Linked DNA regions of Drosophila melanogaster: region 2 is linked to region 1. The links are chromatin contacts, called in public Hi-C maps. All regions are on one chromosome and are shown on one strand. Each heading gives the region's core, a stretch centred on a gene start, on an enhancer-like site or on the middle of the called end of the contact. The rest is flanking DNA. Distances are from core to core; before and after follow the strand shown. Region 1 holds the start of crp (cropped). Region 2 holds the start of lncRNA:CR44977 (long non-coding RNA:CR44977).

What was found. Hi-C and Micro-C count contacts between places; a contact is called where the count stands out from the background.
Region 2: a Hi-C map of the Kc167 cell line shows a contact between it and region 1, with 3 times the contacts expected there. The contact joins the promoter of lncRNA:CR44977 here to the promoter of crp in region 1. A contact is called at or near these places in 2 of 107 Hi-C or Micro-C datasets (the Kc167 cell line and eye imaginal disc).

The regions. Positions count from the first base shown.
Region 1 is chr2L:16,286,303-16,289,113 of dm6, reverse strand. crp (cropped) reads left to right here and starts at 1,384. Exons shown (of 3, transcript NM_001299047.1): 1 at 1,384-2,016. The coding sequence starts at 1,925. It overlaps pkaap, which reads right to left and starts at 824. Exons shown (of 4, transcript NM_135939.3): 1 at 643-824; 2 at 242-514. The coding sequence starts at 670.
Region 2 is chr2L:19,157,922-19,160,777 of dm6, reverse strand. It overlaps lncRNA:CR44977 (long non-coding RNA:CR44977), which reads left to right and starts at 1,479. Exons shown (of 2, transcript NR_124379.1): 1 at 1,479-2,031; 2 at 2,113-2,856. The region is part of intron 2 of brat (brain tumor); the gene reads right to left.

The DNA.
Region 1 (2,811 bases), core at 135-2,634:
TAGTAAAGCATAAATGCCAATTGCCATATGTGAATGAGTTTCAAGATTACAACAATTACAACTATTATGTAGACACACTTTTAAGGATTTTCGATACGTGGAATCGCTCCTTATAAGCATTAACAGTGTTATCTACGTTTTATCATGGAAAGTCGAGAATAACGCTGCGATTTGCCAATCATTTCAGTTTCAAAGGTGCCAACGTGATGAGCAATTGAACAATGGGCAATGAGGTAATTACCATCGTTGCTGGCGAGACTGATGCCATCGGAGGGGGCTCCTCCACCACCACCACCACCTCCTCCTCCTCCTCCTCCTCCTGTGGTTCCCACGCCGCCCTCCTCCTCCGCTTCTAGGAACACTTCGTCGCAGAAACTGGTTGTGGAGCGCAGCGAGTGTCGTTTGTGAGCGTTGGCTGCATCACCAGCTCCAGCAACGTCGTTGGTGTCCACATCATACGCTGGCATTTGGCCACAAATGGCATCCGTGGCATCTTGGCTGCTGCGACGTCGGCCTAAATAAAAATCAACAAAAAACCAAATATAATTGGTGTCAACAGAAGAGGAAGAGGGGTGAAGAAGAAACGGGGAAGGGGAGTTGGGTGAAAACAGCAGCGAAATTTCTTTAATTTCTTTAACTCACTGGCGTGCCTCTTGATGTAATTTAACATCTTTACATTCTCCGGCTTTCGGTTGATTCGAGAAGTGCTTCTTGTGCTTCAAAATGCCGATTAACTGGAGATTCGATGAAATAATTTAATGCAGTGCGACGGTAAATATTATGAAAATGGTTTTAGGCGATAGGGTTTTTTTTGCGACCTAATCTTTTTAATTTTTTTTCGCTGGCTGGCCACTCTGTTTGCACAGTTTTGGGTTGAGTCTTTGCTAAAAGGATTCGAAACCAATCTTAACGAACAGCGAATTCAAGCGGCGAAAAGCGAACTCACAGAAACACAGCGAATATTAACGGCGAAAAGCGAATTCATAATACTGGGCGAATTTTCGCTGCGGAAAGAAAATTCATAATACCGGTTGGCTAATAGCGGCGAAAACATAATTCACAATATTCACAAAGAAAATGTAGAAATTGCGCTTATTTCGATGTTTAAATATTGTAATACTTAAATATTTGGAGTTCAGTTTTAGTTTAAAATTAATAAAGTTATGAAATTTTTTGGGACAACGCGGTCTTCAATTTTTGCAAATTTACCCATTCAGATGGCGTATTGGTGGATATAAACATTAAGCAGATAGGTGGCGCCTTAGCAAACGAAAATTCAGTGTTGTGAAGCGCAAAAATACGAAATATCGCAGTGGCATCAATGTAATCGATAGTGCCATCAATGTATTTCCCTATGTGCGATTTTTTCCTTGGCAGCCGTGGTCACTCTGCTGTTTATCGCCGAATTGAACGCACGTAGCGGACCGGACGGATATCGCATCTTCCGATCGGAAAAATCGTACAGTGCAGCCAATTCGCCGTCTACAGAAATCTATTAGCGCGCGTGTGTTGGTGCCAGTGCGGTGGCAAATTAAAACAAAAAACATCTGCGAATTTGAATACGCAAATCTCATGCTCACTAAGAGCGCAAAAGTCATAGAGTGCAGAATAGTGAATTGAAGAACTTTTGGACGCGCTAAGAGTCGCTCTCCATCCCCATCTCTCTCTCTCTCTCTTGTGTGTGCAGTGCTAGTGTGTGCGAGTGTGAGTGAGACGGGCAAACAATTTGCCGCTAAATACAAAAAGCAGCTGAGACCAGCTGACGCATGTGTATGTTCGAAATACAATAAAGTTAACAGGCTATAAATAAATTGCAAATGTTTATGTAGCCGTCAAGCAGCAGCAGTAGCAGCGCAACAACAAAAACCACGTGGCACAGACATTTTGGCCACGATAGTAAGCAAATACACAAACACGATTAAACATGTCCGCCGTACCGGTTGCCATCAAAACGGAGGAAGTTATTCTAGAGCACGCCGAATACAACAGCGCCGAGGAATTGGATGAGGAATTGCAGTAAGTTTGCATCTTAATCGAAATCTCTTTTGTTTCAAATAAAAACAAGGCGAGTCAACAGCTTGGCTTGCATTTTTATCACGCAAATTATTGATTATTTTTACTACTTTGCTAGTGCTCTCCCTTTTCTCCGTCACCGTATCACTCGCGCTCTCTCTAATTCTCTCGTTTGCTTTTTGCCGCCGTTTTGCCGACAAAACAAATACGGCACAAAAACACCACCACCATTAAGACCCATCTCTCACTCACACACATGCAAGCTAGCGTGTGTCGCATTCCATTCCATTTCCATGCCGTTTTCTTGTTGCTGGAATAAATGTGCTCCTTTTTTGTCTCGTCGTTCGTGTCTGTGCCCCCTTCTCAACATCCTCTCTTTTTTTCCGCCGCTCTCGTCCAGCGTTTGTGTTGTTGCTGTTTTTACGCTCTGCCTTTCGGCGTCCATATTGTAAAACGGCTGTTTTGTCAATTTGTCAGCAGTGTCGGCAGACGGGCAACAGTGATGGCACAAACATGAGTCAAGGGTACAGCTGTTAGAAACGATGATTTTTTATTTGCTTTAACTTTAGAAGTGTAGAGTTCAGTAGAAGCCACAATATTAAAAATACATTTTTGGTTTTTCTATACTATTATGGAGGTGTATTTTTAGTTTCTCAAATATTTGTACCTTTGATACATATGTATGATACATAAATGACTTTAAGCGATCTTTTGAAATAATTTTGTATGTTTTTATTTTCACCATTTTGCTTTTTCCTAAAATATTTGGTTTAATTTGTTACAGCTGCTTTTGCTATT
Region 2 (2,856 bases), core at 230-2,729, 2.9 Mb before region 1:
CAGGAAACGCATTTACACAAGGCGTTCGGGTTGCGATGGCGAATCGATTGGAGATGGCCCAAATCGCTGTTGATAAAAGAAGGATCGTTGTCAATTGTATCTGAATTGTAAATCAGAAAATCTTCAAAGCAGCTGGTAATCTACAGTGATCACTGGGCGAATGCGAATAAAAGTGAATTAGATCAGACTTGTAAGTCTTTAGGTAAACCCAAGAAGATTACTTTCGACTGCTCCAAACAATACAGTAACGAGCTAGAAAAACAAGGAAAAAAACATAAAATTATAATTGTTCAACCCTTCTGTTTGTTTAGGGTACAGTTGTACCTATTTATAAACAGTAAATTCTCGAGTTTTCAAAAAGGTTGCCCGAGCTGGTGTTTACGATAAAGTATAAAGTGTAAACTAGTGCAAAAACTAGTGCAATTTTATGATTAATTTAAACAATCTTCTTTTCTGTTGCTAGCAGCATGCTTTTGCATTTTTTAATCAAATAAATATCTGGCCGGGGTCCTTTCTAATTCCCGCTTCCGAGTAATCACTGCACACAATCAGTTCGACGCAAAATATAAAGCCCGGCGACAGCTTTTTTAATCAGTAAGCGTAGTTTTTTATTTCTTAGCTCTGCTGGCGACGCAAATCGAGCGTGAAACAAGACACATGGAGTAAATAGCATTCGATATGTTATGTTTCGTCTTTCCGTTCTGCTCGTATCCATATCCACATGCTTGTACGCCAAACCCCAAATACTGGACCCAGAGACACAACACAGATAGGAACAAATTTGAAACACGTTTTTAGATTTTGGTTTCGGTTTTGTTTTCGCCTCTTGTGTTTTTGCTTTCGGCGTAAATAAAACAGGCACTCACTAACTCACTCGAACCGGCAGTTCGTATATTAATGAGAAGCCCCAAGCGTGGTTTGCACGTCGATCAGTCTGTCAGTCTACAGTGATTAAGTTTAAAGAACATTGCCGTAATAATTTTGGTTTAAAATACACACAGAAACAAGAAAACAAACTCGTGTTTTATTCTTCCGCATCGCAGCGGCAACAGCAACAACAAATGCAATAACAATAACGATATCCACAACAATACCCATGAACACAGTCGCTGCCGACGCGAATCGAATGTTGTTGGGGAATTGTTTGAACAGTTGTGTCGCGATAAATAGGCTCGACTTTCGGACTTTTTGGCCGGGGGAAGGTCGTCGCGCATTGGAGTTGAAGGAAGTGTGCACACCTCTAGGCTTCAGAGGTTGATAAACCATTTCATCATTATCAGATTATTGTTTGCTCTTGCAAATACAGTGGTTATTGACCAGGGGAATATACAGAATAGTATTCCGCAGAAAGAGAATATGAAAGCAAAGTTAAGGTCGAGGGGATATGTACAAGCGAATTTGTAGTATTGCACAAACTGAAAAAATATCTTAGATTTTCTACATTTTTCACTCTTATTTTATTTATGTCTTTGGCGAGCATCAACATTACACTTTTACACCAACTGCTGGCCGTGACTGTGGAGAGCAGACTGTGGCGCAGAGCTAAATAAGAAATGAGATAATAATAACAAAAGCGTAGAAACGTAGAAGTTAATGCAAGCAAATAACAACAATGCGCGCGGACGTCGAAAAGAACAAACACACATACACAAACACGCTCATAAACAAACGCCAAAGGAGGCGAAGACCAGGAGGGGGAAAAGGCAAGAATAAAATGTTTTGTTGCATTGCAACAAACAGCAACAGCAACAATGCAAGTGATGCGCCGCCAGAAAGAGATAGATGCACGAGCAAGAGGAAGCGCAGCAGGAAAAAGGCAGCACCAACACACTGTCACTCACTCACACAGGCATACATACAGTCACGTACGCGATTCTAAACAAGTTGATGAACTCTACGGCATCGGTGGAAGAAGAAGAATGAGCAGCAAAACTAAACAATTTGTTTCTGGTGCTTTTGTTCGCTTGTATACTGAGTTAACATTTATTTGCTGCAGATATGTATATCTTGTAGCATACGTACATAGGCTAGGTATGTGTATGTTTCTGTTGCACTTAGATTTACTTAATATTCCACTAGTATTAATACTTTATATTGCTTCTTTTCGCACAGTTCACACGCACGCACACACACTAGCAGCAGCAGTAGTAGTGTATTCTCTCTGAACGCGACGGGAAGTGAACGCGAACAAGCGCCAAACTGTTGTTTATCCGGCGAGTGTTAAGAACTGAATGAGAATGAACCAGCATGGCGAAGAAGAATTTTACAAGACGCGGAACGAGGAACGGAAACGAACGGGAACGGAACGAACGAACCAAGCCGACAAAAGCGGCCAGCCGAAAAAACTCACTCAACCAGTTTTAGCCAGCGGGAGAGCGAGAGAGACAAAGAACCAGCGAACGGGACCGAGAGAGAGCGGGAAATCTAGTTTCTGCAGAACGCCACGGGGAATGGATTGGCAATTGGAACGGGTGTTTGTATGCATGTACATACCTACATACATGCGGCGATGAGACTGACCTCTGACAACCTCCTACACTCGCACACGTACATATGTATGCGGCATATGTACTCGAACAGAACATAAATTGCGCGAGGGAGCAGTGCACTCCAAGTATTCCGGGCTCTGTATGTACATATGCGAGTGGGAGTGAGCTGCACTTACAAAGAGAGCGGCAAAGGAGACGGCGGCGATGAAGTCGGAGAAGAAGAAGCACGAACGAAGAACGAAGCGCAGCAGAAGAGCCCGAAAAAGGGCTACAAAGAGCGGAAGCAGTGGAAACCGCGCCACTGGTCGTGGGGTAACTTGTACTATCTAGCCATTTTTTGGGGGCTAAGCCCCATGCATAGAACCAG